Regions from separate parts of the Mus musculus genome. Here regions 1, 3 and 4 are each linked to region 2. A link is a contact called in public HiChIP or PLAC-seq and promoter capture Hi-C data. All regions are on one chromosome and are shown on one strand. The core of a region is the stretch at or near the end of the contact, and the rest is flanking DNA. Distances in the headings are between cores, read along the strand shown. Region 1 overlaps Adprm (ADP-ribose/CDP-alcohol diphosphatase, manganese dependent). Region 2 has its middle 29 kb from the start of Gm40029. Region 3 holds the start of Myh3 (myosin, heavy polypeptide 3, skeletal muscle, embryonic). Region 4 has its middle 7.6 kb from the start of Tmem220.

The links. Promoter capture Hi-C pulls out the DNA fragments that hold promoters and counts their contacts. HiChIP or PLAC-seq counts read pairs in DNA pulled down with a chosen protein or histone mark.
Region 1: an H3K4me3 HiChIP or PLAC-seq map of embryonic stem cells shows a contact between it and region 2, with 3 times the contacts expected there. The contact joins two enhancer-like sites. A contact is called at or near these places in 2 of 39 promoter capture datasets (hippocampal neurons and second pharyngeal arch cranial neural crest), 3 of 484 Hi-C or Micro-C datasets (all in embryonic stem cells), 4 of 115 datasets of contacts at active chromatin or transcription factors (embryonic basal ganglia, embryonic stem cells and stem cell-derived neural progenitor cells) and 3 of 9 other capture datasets (adipose tissue, embryonic stem cells and pancreatic islet).
Region 3: a promoter capture Hi-C map of embryonic stem cells shows a contact between it and region 2, with 2.9 times the contacts expected there. The contact joins the promoter of Myh3 here to the enhancer-like site in region 2. A contact is called at or near these places in 5 of 39 promoter capture datasets (the 3T3-L1 cell line, embryonic stem cells, stem cell-derived epiblast-like cells and 1 more) and 1 of 115 datasets of contacts at active chromatin or transcription factors (the HL-1 cell line).
Region 4: an H3K27ac HiChIP or PLAC-seq map of embryonic stem cells shows a contact between it and region 2, with 3 times the contacts expected there. The contact joins two enhancer-like sites. A contact is called at or near these places in 17 of 484 Hi-C or Micro-C datasets (the HL-1 cell line, embryonic stem cells, gonadal supporting cells and 4 more) and 7 of 115 datasets of contacts at active chromatin or transcription factors (all in embryonic stem cells).

Annotation. Positions count from the first base shown.
Region 1 is chr11:67,040,766-67,044,920 of GRCm38.p6, reverse strand. Adprm (ADP-ribose/CDP-alcohol diphosphatase, manganese dependent) reads left to right here. Exons shown (of 5, transcript NM_025510.3): 3 at 2,814-3,440. The coding sequence starts at 2,840. Among named protein-coding and RNA genes, the nearest start is that of Adprm, 9.8 kb to the left of the region's middle. Within about 2 kb of position 1,735, at least 31 of the 459 cell types and tissues checked have an H3K27ac peak or open chromatin away from gene starts, as enhancers often do. A contact at or near this core is called in embryonic stem cells, where this site is marked.
Region 2 is chr11:67,377,224-67,381,452 of GRCm38.p6, reverse strand. No RefSeq gene overlaps it. Among named protein-coding and RNA genes, the nearest start is that of Gm40029, 29 kb to the right of the region's middle. Within about 2 kb of position 1,467, at least 55 of the 459 cell types and tissues checked have an H3K27ac peak or open chromatin away from gene starts, as enhancers often do. A contact at or near this core is called in the HL-1 cell line, embryonic stem cells and trophoblast stem cells, where this site is marked.
Region 3 is chr11:67,076,059-67,080,154 of GRCm38.p6, reverse strand. It overlaps Myh3 (myosin, heavy polypeptide 3, skeletal muscle, embryonic), which reads right to left and starts at 1,855. Exons shown (of 41, transcript NM_001099635.1): 1 at 1,831-1,855; 2 at 1,006-1,016; 3 at 1-164. The coding sequence starts at 156.
Region 4 is chr11:67,015,390-67,019,808 of GRCm38.p6, reverse strand. No RefSeq gene overlaps it. Among named protein-coding and RNA genes, the nearest start is that of Tmem220, 7.6 kb to the left of the region's middle. Within about 2 kb of position 1,773, at least 76 of the 459 cell types and tissues checked have an H3K27ac peak or open chromatin away from gene starts, as enhancers often do. A contact at or near this core is called in embryonic stem cells, where this site is marked.

The DNA of each region.
Region 1 (4,155 bases), core at 486-2,985, 340 kb after region 2:
TCACCTAAGGGTTCTGAGTTTAATATCTAAGCAGGCTCATGTGCCACAGCCTGGAGGGCATTCTCGGGACAGTTTTGTCTTGAGCTTTGGGTCGCTGGAGACCTTGCTGTCTGGCCTTCGCTTTAATCCCATTCGTCTGCACTTGAAATCTCAAGTATCGGAAACTAATTAGATCAAGTATTTTCAGCTGACTTTGATGAAGTTTGTTTTTCTTGTAATTTTATCTTGAGTTTTCCACCTCACCAGTAAGAGTGTCTTTTGCTCACAGGAAGGTTAGGAAAATACTGTCCCATCACAAATATTTAGACACAGTGTCTGGTAGGGTTTTCAAGTGGAGACTGGAAGAAGAGAACAAATTTAAACACTTTTTAAAAACGTTAAGGAAAATAATTATGTACAGGATACATGTGTGACACAGTGCATATGTGGAGATCAGAGGACCGTTTGAGGGCTGGAGTTTACTGTTCCCACCATGTGGGTCTTAGAAATTGAACTCGGTTCATCAGGTTTGGCAGGCAGCAACCTGTACCCAGTGACCCATCCAGTGACAGCAGTGTCAGAGTGAGGAGAGCCCCCATTCTCATGTCTAGCTGGAGCCTGGCCCCTGTGCGGAATATGGAGTTGGAGCCTTTCTGTTAGGAGTAGCTTAGAAGCTTAGACTGCGATTTCATGTTTCTTTAGAGATTTAAAGTAGGAACTTGGTTAGGCAGAGCAGGTGGTTAGTGACCAGGAGTCGGAAGGATTTTAGAAAGTCAGGAATTTTTAGCAACAGCTAGATTTTGGTCAATTCAGATAGAACTACAGAGGTTTTTTTGTTTTTTGTTTTTGGTTGTTTGGTTGTTTGGTTGGTTTGGTTTGTTTTTTTTTTTTTTTCATAATAAGAATAGTTTGTAATTTAGCACCTTGGCCTTTTATGTTTGTCATAATCCTTAGTATTCTTGGTTCTTTTAGCATTACAAATTCTGTTTATAAATAACCTAATGAGATACTTTCTAGAGTTTAAGTGGAGATTACGTGTGGGATGAAAAGATTGTGTTTTCTGTTCTGGCTCAGAATCTGGGGCCTGGTTCTAAGATTAGGAGAACCGGTTCAAATTAGAATTCACCTGCTCATAGAAAGGACAGTGGGTGCAGTGATGTCATAGCATTTGTAGTTTTCATTTATATATTTCTGTGTGAGTACACACCCATCTGTTTGAGAGCCCTAGGAAGCACAAAGGGGATATCAGGTCCCTGTGTTTGTAGATGCAATTACAGGTGGTTGTGAGCTTTCTGACCTGGGTACTGGGAATTCAGGCACCCTAGAGGAAGCTCTTTCGACCTCTGGGCATCTCTTCAGCCCATATACTGGGCTTTTTTGAATTTTTGAATTATTCTTCTTTATATTAGTTACGTTTCTATTGTGATTTAAAAAAACAATGACCAAAAGTAACTGAAGGTAGAGTTTATTTTGCCGTAGAGTTCAGAGGGATAAGAATCTTTTATATCCAGGTGAGGTAACACATACTTTTGGGAAGCAGAGGCAGGTGGATCTCTGTGAGTTCTAGGCTAACCTGATCTACACTGGGAGTACTAGGATAGCCAGGGCTACATAGAGAGACCCTGTCTCCAACAGTAGCCCCCCACCCCCGCTCTGTGAGTCTGCTGTATCAGGCAGGCATGATGGCACCACAGGGAGCCGAGGGAGGGCGTGGTCAACGGCAGGATGAAGCAGAGGGTGGACTGGAAGTAGCTCGGGGGCGGGGCTTTAAACAATGAAAGCCTGCCCTCAGTGGCTCACTTAATCCAACAAGGCTGCACCTACCCATAAATGCCACCGACTGGGGCGGGACACCAAACTCCCAAGCCTCTGGGGACTTTTGTCATTAAACTACCTTCTTTTCAGATCATTGCTGTCTTCCCTCAGATACTAAAGGGAAAGACTTCTTTCTGCAGGCTGCTCATCAGCAAAGAAAAAAGCCTTGGCCTGCCGGAGCATCCCAGAGTGGGCTCTGCTGTGGGAAGTAGGTGGCTGAGTGAGTGTGACGGTGCTGTGGGATGGGTGCGGTTTTATGTAAATGAAATACTTGTTTCAAGCTAGCCCGTGTAGAAGACATAAAAACCTGTTATTTTATTTCCCAGCTGTAAGCCTAGACTGGGCAGGCTCTGAGTATTCTCACCTTTATCCAAACCATAGGCCCCGTGCTACTTACCGTTCAGTCTCACTGGGCTGGCTCTGTTCCATGTGTGTCCTCAGGACAAGCTGCTTTTGGCCTCATGGTGACCTCCTTCCTCCATCAGTTCTCTCCTTCCTACTCCCCCCAGCCCCCATGGTCTCTCCTGAGACCCCTCACTCAATTCTCAGGTCCCACATTTCTCTCTCTACTACCCAGTCTCAGGCTCAAGCCTTTTATTAACCAATAGCTTTAAAGCGGGGAGCAAGGTTTACACAGCAAGGGCTGGTGTATGTGAGGATGCACTTGTCTGGGTGGCAGCCAGCTCTTGAATTTAGCATTTGTATACATAGCAACTGACAAATCCCCAATGTTTAAAATGGGTGCAAAGTAAGAAATGTTTCCAGATTTGAATTTGGCCATTGTGGTTGGAATTCCTGATGTTCAGTTTGGTAGTGCCCTCTTGTAAATGGTTAGTCTTCTGAGTGAGAGAGGTTATCATCTTTACGGATGAGAACTGAAACATTTCAGAGCTAAGACCTCAGTGCCTTCACACTTGTCTGTCTGTCTTGCTGTCTAGTGGATTAACCTTTTTGTCATTTTCTTCTGTCCACTGGAAGGCTGTAGTATTTTAACGTGGGTCTCTTTTCCCTCTCCTTAGCTTATTTAGAAGTCTGCTTGGAGGTTATGGCTGATAAGCTGGTGCCCAGTTCCCCGGCTGATGCTTCAGAGCCACTGTTTTCCTTCGGAGTTATAGCAGATATTCAATACGCAGATTTAGAAGATGGATACAATTATCAAAGAAGCCGGCGGAGGTACTACCGACACAGTCTTATTCACTTACAGGGTGCCATCGAAGACTGGAATAAAGAAAGCAGCATGCCCTGTTGTGTCCTGCAGCTTGGAGACATCATCGATGGCTACAATGCACAGTATAAAGTATCAGAAAAGTCTCTAGAACTTGTCATGAACACATTTCAGATGCTTAAAGTTCCAGTTCACCACACGTGGGGGAACCATGAGTTCTATAACTTCAGCAGAGACTACTTAGCAAGCTCTAAACTGAACAGCAAGTTTCTAGAAGACCAGATTGCACAGCATCCTGAGACCACGCCATCAGAGAACTATTACGCTTATCACTTTGTACCATTCCCTAAGTTCCGGTTCATTTTACTCGATTCTTATGACCTGAGTGTCTTGGGCATAGACCCATCTTCTCCAAAATATGAGCAGTGTATGAAGATGCTGAGGGAGCACAACCCAAATGTGGAGTTGAATAGTCCCCAAGGTGAATTATTGCTTTGAGCTGAGAATCTAATACTTTGTCTTTAAATTCTTCAGCTACCTTTTATTCAGCAGGAAGATGGATGATTAAGGTAAAAGTTTATTGTCATTGTTCAGGGTCAGGATTCTTGCACCTTGAAGTCTCATAAACATATTACAAGTAATTCAGACTTCAGACATTTAGCAGACATTCTGGACTGAGCACTTAGTAATTCTTTTTTCTTTAATGGAGAGAACCATAGCAGTGGGTGGGTAGGGCAGATAAGAATAAATATATTTGTTAGCTTTCCATCATTGGTCACTAACTACCTAAAATAATCAACTTACATGGGGGAAAGGTCTGTCTCGGCTTATGGTTTGGAGGCGTTCGGTTTGTAGTCCCTTGGCCAGGCTGCACTGTGGTACAGGAGCACATGGTGACATGGAATACACACTAGAGCCACCTGCCCACACGTTAGAGCCTGCAAGCAAAGTGGGGGAAGGGGGCTGAGCTGGTGGTCTCCCCATCGAGGGCATCCTTCCGTGACCTGACTTCCCTCACTAGTTCTCACCTCTAAAAGATGCTCTCACCTCCCAGTAATTCCACAGTTGGTGACCAGGTCTTTAACAAATGAGCCTTAGCAACATTTCACATCCATACCATAGCAGAAAATGAGACAAAAGCCAGATTCTCCCCTCGATGATAGCTGCAATGAGAAAATAGAGTGTGGTGTTACAGC
Region 2 (4,229 bases), core at 218-2,717:
ATTTGCTGAGGCCTGAGGACAGAACCCCTCAGGCAGCTAACTTACAAAAGCTATTCACACCCTGCAAAGGAATAAAAATTCATGTACAGTAGAAACCCCATCTTACTCTCCACACCGTGGGCTTTCCTGACAAAGCCCTATGTTCTCACATGATGAAGACTAGCATGTACATATTAACATGGACTCTTTGTTTAGTACCTGTGAGTATAAGCATTCACGTGGTCATATTGATGTCACTTGTGCGTTTGCCCTTTAAAATATGCACAATCCTAGGGCAGCATGGTGGCTGCAAACCCAGGCATGCATGCGCAAACATACACACACACACACACACACACACACACACACACACACAGAGAGAGAGAGAGAGAGAGAGAGAGAGAGAGAGAGAGAGAGAGAGAGAGAGAAACTTTGATATTGACAGATTCTTTTAAACAGTCTGTGCCACATCTGTCAAATAAGGATAAAGTAAGAGCCTCCAGTGCCAGGCTATAGTGAGCAATGAGATGATCCACGGAAAGCTCTTGAAAGCGCACTGAGGATGTAATATGCACCCAGTTAACTCTGTGGCTGTAACTATTATGCTTATTACCATATCAGACTCAGGCAGACCTTTGTTACCGAGCATCTTAAGTTTTAGCTATTTAATTATAACAATGCTGTTATGTACACCCATCCTATCTGGTCTCTCCTGTATGTGCACAGCCCCCTTTATGCTGGATACAAGGTGGTAAGCCTGTCGGCTCTTGACACAGTTGGCAATTTTGTGGTGAGAAATGCATGAATCTAACGGAGCAAGGGTTTCTACAGGACGCAGTGTGAGGATGGAAGAAACTGAGGCAGGTTATGTCTTTGAGAGGAAGGCACTAATTGGTCTTGTTTACTTAACCGTTTGTTTCCCAGTACCAAGAATAGCTCCTGGCAGGACACAGGACCTCAGTTAATTCATTGTTAATCAAATGAGTTGGCTGACATATCTCCAGAAAGAGCAATCCTCCTGCCCAAGCCAGCAGCTGGCTGTGGGTGGCCCTGGGTTCAGATGGAAGCCATGTCCTGATTTTTTTGTGGGTCCAGATGTTTTGTCTAGCCCCACCCACATCTGTCCTTCCTGACTCATGGGACAGGAAGTTCCTGACTATGGGACACTGACTCTGAGCAAGAGTCTCTCCCTCCTGCTGTCGGCAGCCAGCGGCACTGAGCTCAACTGGAGACATCAGCTGAGGAAGAAATGATGAGATGTTAGGAGAGGCCGGAGTCTAGTACAAGCTGTGAAAGATGAGAGTTGTCTGCTGGCCCTGAGCGCTGGCTGATTCAACAGTGAGCAAGGAGAGAGACATGTCCCACATTGTCAGAGTCTTATGGAGTGGCACTGTCATTCCCCGGGAAAGAGACTAATGAGGGTGAGTGGGAAAGAAAGGGAAGTGGCCGCTGGCATTTGTGAGGTTACAGACACTGTGTCACTTTGCCCTTCCAGTGACCCATAGGAAAGGCAGAGTCGGTCCAACTTTAAGAAGCGCAGATTCATTCATTCAGCATGGTCTCCAGCCACAAAAGGAACATCTGCTGCTTTTGTCCTGCTGTTTCTTTGGAAATAGGAACCTGACCCAGTGGGAGGCTAGGAACCACCCTCCTCACTCTCAGTTTATGGAGCTTGGGAGGAGCTGATGACACTCACACTTCCAGGACCTGTGACCCAGACCTGACCAGCCAGACTCCGCATCCTCCAACCACCTCCTGCCCATGAACGTGGGACCATGTTCAGCAGCAACTGAAGCAAAGCAGTTCTGTTGTTTTTGTTTTCCCCTTTCCTGCAAGTGCCTGTATGCAACCATCGGATTTTAAAATGTCAGTTATAAGTTCATTCATTTTGGAACCATTTGGTCGCAGCTTTTATTTATTTATTTTCGGCGGTGCACTTGACTTAGGGCTTGGGAGGTGGCTCAGCAGGTCTCAGAGGCACTGCCTAAAAGACTGACGACCTGAGTTTAATCCCCAGAACCCACATAATGGAAGAGAGAACTGACTGCCAGAAGTGTTCCCGTAATTCCCAAAGGTTCACTATGGCACATGAATGCCTACACACGTGCACATATAGGCGTGTGCACACACATAAATGTAATAAAAATTTTAGAAATACAGTTGGTTTAAAGAGGGAAGGAGAGAGGGGAGGGGAAGGAGAGGGGAGAGAGAGAGATTGAGAGAGAGAGAGAGAGAGAGAGAGAGAATATGAATCATCTGAATGCCTACATCTGAACATGATGTTTTGGAGAAGGCAGGCAGCCTGAAGATTGACTGCTCTTGGAATTTCGTTTAGGTGAGCTAGTAAATTTCTTTTTCACCTAGATATTTGGAGCTGACCTTCTGAAACAGCGGACTCAGTCCTCAGGCCTGGAGCAGAACAGCACAGAGGGGATTTCACAGCAGCCTTCTTCCATGTCCTTTCTGTCCTCTCTCCAACCTTGCCCCGAGGAAGACAGAAGAAATCGCTCCTCTCACAGGTTTTCAATGAGCTACCTTGCTTAAGCTGACATAGGCTAGGGGGTTAGGCTGGGGGTTGGCTCTCCGTATTCCAGCATCTCTCACAGACAGGAATGTAGGTTCCTTTTGCCTGTATTTCATTGTTTCCTGTCAGCGACATGCTGCTAATGGGCTTACAAGCCTCTACCTGTACTTTGTAGTGTTTGCCAACTTTCATGGTGTGATATTCTCACCATGGCCAATTAATTTCAGGGAAGCGATGTCACGTGACCAAGTGGGGAGATGAAAAAGCACATCATTAGATAGTTTTTCCACCACACAGATTTCATGATGGTAGATAATCTCAAGAGATTTGAGGCAATAAAACGTCATAGGTCATTAAGAAGGGTTGGCCTTGAATATCTTGCTTTTGTTTTAATGCAAGTCATTTAACTCTAAGTTTCTATGACCTGAGATTTTTACTAATGCCTGAGTTCAATGGCTGGCTCACAGAATCCTTGCATTTTATAATTGGCGCTGCAAACTGGTTCTCGCTCACCACTGACATCACTCTGATGGGACGAATGGCCTCTTTGTAGGTTTGACAGTTTTTAGTAAGGATTGAGGACAGGATGAAATATGTAAGGAAACAGAATGCATTGTTACCTGCCTGCATAGGACTGTGGTATACTGATATCTGGGAAGCAGCAAGAACTCTTCCTGGCTCAGGCACCTCAATCAAAAAATCTATCGGCCCATAATGTACATGTGTAGAATAGGAAAGATCTTGCATTAGCCATTTTCCATAGGAAGCAAATAGCACATCTAAGTTAGTGCACTAGGGAGAATGTTTGAGGAAGAGACTTTATACAAAGGTGTAGCCCAAACGTAGGACACCACAGGCCCAGCAGGGCTTTATTTGACAAGTTCAGGTTGCCATTAATGTATCGGTGCTCTCAGGAAGTGAGAAGAACCTACCAGAACTTGGAGACAAGAGAAGACTGGGACACCTGATAGGCGATGAGTGCTTTGGCTGTAACAAAGAATGCTGGGGATAAATTGGACGCAATCTCCTCTTTCCCTCTGCTCTCCAATCCTGCCTCCCTGCTGTCAGGACCCAACCAAAGCCAAACTACAGTGGAGCACATCATTGTCAACCTCCTGGGTGCTCTGAACAGGGTGGGGAGGGATAGCAATGGTATAGCCCTGCAGAGTCAACAGCTAGCTAATCTTTTTCTCTTGGGTCTGAGAAAAGTTAAAGAGAACTTACCTTTGGAACTGCTGTTTGCTTTCTACTCATCCTTGCTAGAAGTCAGGGGCTTCCCCTGCAGGACCAAGGCATCATCTCTGGTCTGACAGAGGCTCCTTGGATGAGAAAGGGGTTGTTGGAGCAGGCTGTGGCTGCGGTCCTGTGCTCCCCTACCTGTGAAATAAGGGCCATCCATAAACAACAGTCTCTGTTGAGCTACATGTCTGCCACTGGGGTGCCTGAGCTCCATTTGCAAGCCTCTCAGGGGAGGCAGAGCACAGTCTGTGATAGGGGGCCCCCGCCTGAATTTTTCCAGGGGAGAAACAGTGAGGTCTGTAATGAATATTGCTGTCCCCAGACTCCTGTGTACACAGATGCCATTGTGGACCATGGGGAGTTGAGAACGGGGGTCTGAGGGTCTGTGCTTTCCCTATGCACCAGGCAAGAAGGGGATAGCTGAGCCCAGGACTGGGGGCAGAATCTCGTTTGGTCACCAGTGAGTGCTGAGAGCATGGAGGGTCTG
Region 3 (4,096 bases), core at 606-3,105, 300 kb after region 2:
AATTTTCCCCTTGACATATTCTTCCTTTGAGTCAACCACAAAGCAGTAGGTTTTGGCATCAAAGGGCTGGTTCTGAGCTTCGATCCTCTCCTTTTCCGACTTGCGGAGGAAAGGTGCAGCTATGCCAAACACTTCCATCTCGGTGTCGCTACTCATGGTGTCGGCTGCAAAACAAACCACGGGTCAGCCCAGCTGCTCCCTGGGCTGGCAGCTGGCAGCCTCCTGCCCATCCTAGTATCAACCTGCCACCCTGCAATGAATGGAAGCCTCTCAGACGGGGTCAAGGAGGTCTGGCCTGCTCCATGCCCAGTGGCGCTTCACACAAGGGTTCAGCACTGGGAATATAATCCGCTCATATTTGTTGAGTTGCTAATGAATGCCACGGGCTTAGACAGAATCTATTTACTCCAAGCATCTCCATTCTTTCAGCCTGGTGAAGGGGCCTTTGAAATGCCACTTTTGACACTATGTCTTCCTTTTCTGAGAAGCACGGGTAGAGCAAACAGAACATTCAAAATTAAATACCATGAAAAAAAAAAAAGAAGTAAAGGCATTCCATGAAAAAAAAAAGGTAAAAGAATTCCTTAAAGAGAGAATACTAAGCAGAAAATGGCAGAGACAGCTTTGAACTGTTTTGAATCGACATGGTTTCTGCCTCCCATGCTAAGAATAGACTGAAGGCCAGGCATGGTGGTCTATGCCTTTAGTCCCAGAACTTCGGAGGCTGCGACAGGTGGATCTCTGTGAGTCTGAAGCCAGCCTGGTCTACCTAGAGAGTTCAATGCCATCTGGGGCTACACAGTGAGATCCTGTCTCAAAAAACAAAGGAACAACAAACCACCATAGAGAATAGATGGGAACCTCTAGCCGCACCCCTGAGGATGAAGCCTGCACTTCTCCGTTAAGCTCTGTAACTCCTCGGGGGCACAGGCATGAGGGGGCAATGGGTGATCTGGGTTTACCTGAAGACTTCCTGAAGCTCTGGGATGTGGCCCCAATGCTCACCTGAGTCACACCTGCAGGACAGCAGAGAGCAGCAGCAGTTGTGGACGTATGGGACCTGCAAGAGCATGCACACAGAGTTTAGTGGCCACCGTGATGTCTGCTTCTGTGACGAACCAGACCTTGGTGAGGCTCAACTAAGACACACAAAGGACTAGACAGTCAGAAAGATCCTTAGCTCTGAGGCAAGCCCTAGGACTGCAGACAGATCATAGTCTACAGCTAGGCATAACTACCAACTGCCTGGCAGGTTGGCTCCTCCAGCCCACTCTGACAATTTCTTCAGACTGCAAGATCCTTCATTGTGAACAGGGCAGGGATTCTAAATGGACTGAGTCCCTGCCAATAAAAGCTTCTGTTAGCGGGTGGGGACAGGCCTCCTGGTTATCTGAAAATGGAGACGATGCTGAGATTGGCTAATTTAAACCTGTTAAGCAAACATGTAGTCTTGAGGCCACTAAACACCCAGCAGGTATAGCGTCCAGGTAGGAAACACAGAGTCCCCTGTTCATTCTGTGGATCAGAGAGGCAACAGGAGAACATGGAGCCATGGTGGACAGGCCCATGCCTGTCCAACAGGATCCTTCCCAAGCAGAGAAAAGAAAGGGTGGGCAGGACCCCAGCTTCGATGATCTGCTAGAGGCAGTGGGATGCTGGGCTCTTGGGTCTCGCATCTCACTCTACTGTATTCCTTGAGAACGCCTTGAGAAGAGAAAAGAGGCTTGCCTGCTATAACAAAGCCAGGGAGGGCCACAGTCCAGGGCAGTGGCCGAATCAGGTCTAGAAGCAGTAAATGCCACAGAGATACTAGGAAAGTGTAAGACTTACCTCTGACTGTGACAGAGAGAAGCATAGAGGAGAGCTGCCCCCTGGGCTTTTATAGGCCACCACTAACCCCCTGGGCTCATTCTTCCTCTATATTTGGAAAGAGAATGACTGACACCACAGGCTGAGAACTGGCCCCCTCCACACGTATTTTTCGCCGTTGCCAAGGGAAAAGTATATATAGAAATGAGCAGGGTCCGAAACCATTTTTTCCAACTGTAGAAAGCTGGGAATTTGAGATGCCTTGCTCTGTGAACTCAGGGCTGTAGCTTCTCCACCTAGCACAATGGGATCTCCTTTGCTTTAGGAGCCCCTACCTGGCTCCATCCTGCAGGCCATCCCACCCTGAAATCAGCTGAAGCCACTACCACTTGGGAACAGGGGACACACAGTTGTGCTATTTGCTTAGAAAGCTCATCGAAGATAAAGTAGAATTGAACTTGTTGAAGTCCCCTCACGGTTATGAGCCAAACTCTGTAAAACTTGTGCAGTTGGATTATAGTTTTTTTTTTCTCCTTCTCCATCTCTCTCCTTCCCCTCATTACTTTCTGTCTCATTACTATAATTATTTACTTAATCCTTTCTTAAGCACTAGCAGGACCAACAAGCAAGTAAATGACAGGGAGCTATGCCACCAGCCCATGTTCACAGTGACAGCTGCTTAGGGGCCTGTGGTTATCAAGACATATTACCAATTAGGAAAGGCCAGCTGCCAGCCTAGATAGGGGGCGAGGGGAACGGTAGTGGCCTGAAGAGAAAGGGGGGATGGGTATCGCCTAACAGATGCTGTCATTTCTAAATCAGGACTGGAAAATTAAACCTTAACAAGAGAATTAAGGTACAGTTGACATTTTTGTCCATTTCCATTCCTCTCTTTCCTGGTCCAGTCTTTGTGGTGAGGGTCTGAGTTGTATGGGGTCATGGTTGTTCATTTAATAGAGAACTTCATGCCAATACATCCCATTTGAGAATATGGACTGTCCTCTTACAGCCTACCCATACACTGGTAAGGGAAGAAGGGAGAAAGCAGGACCAAAGTCTTCATAGGGACCATTATTTTTTTCGAGACAGGGTTTCTCTGTGTATCCCTGGCTGTCCTGGAACTCACTTTGTAGACCAGGCTGACCTCGAACTCAGAAATCTGCCTGCCTCTGCCTCCCAAGTACTGGGATTAAAGGCATGCACCACCACCGCCCGGCCATAGGGACCATTATTAAACATCCTCTGTATGTTCTTTCCTATTGAGGACTCTTCAAAAAGGCAGAGTGGAATCGGAAGATAGTCTTTCCCCAACATAAACCATTTTGTGGGCAATGAGTCATACAGCCTTCACACATTCCCTTCCAAGATTTAGGCAATTTCATAGCAGAGAGGCCACGCTGAGGCTCTCTGATGCCTGTGGTTAGCTAGACATCAGGCCACAGTGAAGTCACATCTTCTCATTGCTCCTCTTGCTCTAGTTTGGACTGAAATGTCCCTCTTCCTTCTAGCACCATTCGTCCTGAAGTGTCCACCCATCACCTGGAAGAGTATAATCTCCTGGCTCTGAGTTTCTTGCCCAGTGGCACATTGTCTCAAGCTTCCATAGTCTCTTCTGTTCAGATCCCGTGAAGACATGCGTGGGCAAAAGAGACATGGGTCATCTAGGCATCACCAAGGGAACAGATGTCGACAGACCCCACCCCCCACCCCCAGGACAATGCCAGAGGCTGTGGCTGTGTCTTTGACATTAAGCATACACAGGTGGAGAGATGGGTGCCTCCAGCTTCTTCTTCATCAGCAGTTCTTGTTGGGAAGCGCTTGTCCTACATAGCCATCCCTGGACTGTGTAACAGGAGCCATTCACATGCCCAGGACTCAGAAGAGAAAGACTCTGCACAGGTTCCTTGTACCTACTAACCTTCTAAAGTCAGCTATCCTTTCTTCTCGCCATCAGACTCCTCTGTTGCTATCAAATAGATTCAAGTAGATCCAAGCCTAGCAGAAAGCACGGTGGAGTCAAAAGCACCCCATTGAGGGATCCAAGAAGTCACTTGCTAAGTACTTTTCTTTACATGTAAGGATTTGAAGGTGGGGGAAAGAGGAAGGTTCCAGGGACTGAGAAGAGAGCAGCGTTGGAGACAGAGGACAGCTCTTCAGAAGTTCTGAGGAACATGGATGGCAGCAATAACTATGACCAGAAAAGCAGTGTAAAGAGTTTGTGTAAGGAACCTAGAGGCTGGTCCTTTTGGAATTCATCTGAAGAAAGGGGAAGATGTGCCCAAAGTAG
Region 4 (4,419 bases), core at 524-3,023, 360 kb after region 2:
CTCACAGGTTTAGATTGATCCAAAGTTTCTGATTCTCGAGTTGATTGCATCTTTCTTTCTTTCTTTCTTTCTCTCTTTCTTTCTTTCTTTCTTTCTTTCTTTCTTTCTTTCTTTCTTTCTTTCTTTCTTTCTTTTAAAAGATTTATTTATTTATTATATGTAAGTGCACTGTAGCTGTCCTCAGATACTCCAGAAGAGGGCATCAGATTTCGTTACGGATGGTTGTGAGCCACCATGTGGTTGCTGGGATTTGAACTCAGGACCTTCAGAAGAGCAGTCAGTGCTCTTAACCACTGAGCCATCTTGCCAGCCCCTGATTGCATTTTTCAATGAAATTTTTTTTCTATGTAAGGTCATGTGCACAGACTTCTAGGGTTGGGGTGTAGACGTGTCTTTGGGGTGCTATCGTTCAGCAGGTTAACTGTAGAAACTTATCAATGTCTTCCCTCCTGTCCCTTCCCTGGGAAGCAACCTGTGACTCTCACAGACCTTTCTGCACAGCATCGTCCCTTCTTACTGCTACTCCTTGAAAAGGAGGCTGCCCCTGCGCTCTCCCAGGCCTCCTGGCTGGTTTCCCCAGCATCTGTCTTATTGTGGACTGAGCTGAGCTACCCTCCTTGTCCTTATGCTGACTATATGGAGAAAGGGCTTTTATGGAGATAGTTAAGTGACGTCACTAGGGTGGGATCCTCACCTGATAGGACTGGCATTCTTTATTTTTTTATTATTGGATATTTTATGTATTTATATTTCAAATGCTATCCCCTTTCCCAGTTCCCCTCAGGAAACCCCCTCCCCTTCCCCTCCCCCTGCTTCTGTGAGGGTGCTTGCCCACCCATCCACCTATTCCCACCTTACCACTCTGGCATTCCCTTACACTGGGGCATCAAACCATTCACAGTACCAAGGGCCTCTCCATCCACTGATGCCAGACAATGCCATCCTCTGCAGCTGGAGCCATGGGTCCCCTTCATGTGAATTCTTTGGTTGGTGATTTAGTCCCTGGGAGCTCTGAGGGGGGGGGGGGCGGTCTGGTTAGTGGATATTGTTGTTCTTCCTATGGGGTTGCAAACCCCTTCATCTCCTTCAAGGACTGGTGTTCTTATAGGAAGAGGATTCAATATACATCTCTAAACATCCTTCTCCCCTTCTGGGAGAGCCCAGGGGAAGCCACGGGAGGAGCTGTGAGCAGGAGGCCAGGAAAGAAGCAACCCTGATGGCATTGTGAACTCACAGCACGGCACTAACCTGTTGTTTAAACTGCCCACCCCTCGCAGTGCTGTACCTGTGAGGGTAGCCAAGCCAAGATCTAGGTTCTGAGCTTGCTCCCACTCACTTTGCAACTGGTGACCTCTGCAAGACACAACTCTCAAACTTCTACCTAAAACCATCCCTCCCTCCTTCCCTGTCTCCATCCTGTGCTATGCCCCTCCTCCACTCCTGCCTCGCCCTCCCACCTCCCCGCCCCCTTCTTCAGATTGATGCAGGGCACTGCTCTCCGGAGCACCAGAAACTTAAAGATTGTACAGACCAGACAACCTCACCTAATCTTCAAATAGGAACTCCAGGGTCAAAGACCAATAGTTTGAACAGTCAGTAAAATCCGACAAAGCTGGGTCCAGCAGTCTGAACTTCCTCCCCGTAGGGCTTCCTTCCCCACATCTTCATATCAGTTATGTCCCCTGTAACCCTTTGGTTACACAGCCTTCTATTATGCAAATCTCGCTCCTGCAGATCTGGGTTCCACCCGCTCCTTCTCCTTCGCCTATTTTACTCTCCCTCCTGTTTGCACTCGGTCTCCTGGGGCAACCCTGCCACACCCTCCGCAGCTGCCTTTAGCTCTGGTAGTATGGTCACACTGGCAATTAAACAATGAGTTGCTTGGTGTCTGTGTGACTCACCAGACTACAAGCCCCATGAGGAGAATATCTGCATCTGTTTTCTTTCTTTCTTCCAGTTGCTTCCCCAGGCCCAGCACAGTTAGCACACAGCTGGGGCTAAGCCACTATGACAGGAAAGAGCCACAGACTTAAGGAACCGTCCAGATGAACACCTACCATCCGTTAGATCTTTTTACAGTGTATATGAGTTCAAAGGATTCTTGACACTCACCAAAACAGTTACCTAGAAAAAAAATACCTTTTTGTTTTATGACAAAGAACAGAAGGTTAGATATATGTCACCAGGACCAGAGCAAAATTCTGGAACAAACCAACAGACATCCTATTACAGACAGCAGTGACCCAGGCCTGCCTCATGCCCCACTTGCAGCTACTGAACAGCAAGCAGCCTTTAGATGTTTCATTCCCAGTTGGTGGATGTGCTAGCTTTAGTCATTAATATTTTTATTTGCATTTGTATGTGCATGTATGTGGGGGTGTGTGCATGCACACATGGAGGTCAGAGGATAAACTTGTGAGTGTCAGTTCTCTGTGTCTACCGTGTGGGTCCTAGGATTGAACTTGGGTCCTCAGACTTGGAGGCAAGTGTTTTCATCTGCTGATCCATCTTGCTGGCCTCCTGCTAGCTTTAGATGATGAAAGAATTCTTAACAGGATTATTTTTTCAATCCAGGTATCAGTCCTGATCATGTGCGTGTTTGGGAATGCCACAGCACGCCTGTCAGAGGTCATAGGACACTTCTCAGGGGTTGGTTCTCTCCTTCCATAGGGAGCTCTGAGGAGCACCCTTGGGTGTCTGCTTTGTGCGGCAAGTGCTTGTTCCATCTGAGCTGTCTCTTAGACCCCCCACATCACCCCTAAGAGGAAACTTGCTAATGAATAATACTTTTCTTTATTAAATAATTGTTGCAGTCAAGAGGAGAACGGTCTTTCTGTGACTCAGTCACACAGTGGATCACTGATAGAAACATAAGGGAAGGAACGCCTCAGCATCCTGGATAGGCAGCCATGCTCAGAGAGAGGAGAGAAGGAAGGTTATTTATGAGAAAGTCGTCACCAGGTAAGGCCATTTCTGGTGAAGCACATCCCGTCGGCCATTCCCCTGGGATGGGTGGGGATGGACTAGGAGAGGTCAGGAGAGAGTGTGTGGCCAGTGACCACAGTGCTCTGTATCTTGAGGGAGAGGTTGTTATCCGTGTGCCTGTACTCGTCAACACTGTAGCGTTTGTACACGTCAGAGTTGCTAATGTCTCTGTTTGCAAACTGTGTCACCAAAAATAAACCCGTGAGCAAATACTGGATTGGGGCTGTGCTGAAGTGTTTTGGGTGATCTGTACAGTGGCTTAAACATATGATAGGTTGATGCTGGTAGGTGGAAGGATGGGTGGACAGCGGTGTAACAAAGGAGGCAGAGTAACTTGTCCCTATAAACTAGAGGTGGTGGACCGATAGTGGTTCCCTGCCCAGTGCTTGTGTTTGTACAGCTTCATAATAAAATGTTGAAAAAAAAAAAACAAACAAAAACCAAACAAACTGAAATGCAGCAAGCTAAAAAAGAAAAAAGAAAGAAAAGAAGTGTTCTAAAGTAGTTTAAATTCACTGTAACCAGTAAGACCACACAGAGACGTATGGGTAGAAAACCACTAATCTCTTTCAGTTGTTTATTTTGTTTTAGTTATTGGTGGTTCAGGGTTTGCCTATGTAGCCCAGGCTAGCCTCAAGCTTGCCCCGTATCTTGGGGATTCTGCCTCATCTTTCAAGCACTGGGAATTCAGGCCTACATCACTATATCTGTCCACTAGCTCTTCACATTACAGTGCCTCCCCCTATCCATAGCAGACATGTCCCAAGTCCTTCAGCAGATGCTGGAAGCCATGAATAGTACCAAACCCTATCTTGGACACTACACCTTCCCTCTGCATATACACCTATGATGGAGTTTAGGATATAAATTAGGTATAGAGAATAACAACTAAGAATAAAATATAGCATGCACAACAATATTATATTTGTGTTTTATTAAAAAAATAAGAAGGAAGGAATATGTTTGAGGGAGGCACGGTATGGTGTAGGGGAAGGGGTGTCCCTTTGGGCCCATGCTGAGGCATCCCTTTTCCCTGCGGTACCAGCCACACATGATGGTATAGTATAGATTAGAGTTTACATAGAGAGGAGTAGAGGCTGGCCATGATCATGTGTAGAGGGGGTGCGGAGAGGAATGGGGAGAGAGAGAAGAGGGTAAGGGGCAAGAGCGAGAAGAGAAGAGAAGAGAAGAGAAGAGAAGAGAAGAGAAGAGAAGAGAAGAGAGCAAGAGAGCGAGAAGGGGGCGAGCAGCCCCTTTTATAGTGAGTCAGGCACACCTGGCTGTTGCCAGGTAACTGTGGGGCAGAGCCTAGACAAAATGCCAACAATATGTACCAAAATTTACATGAATTTGTTCAGAACACACATTAATCTTTTCCATGAACTGCCATTCATCATGGGTAACTAAAACTCCGGGAAGTGAAAGCCGTTAAGG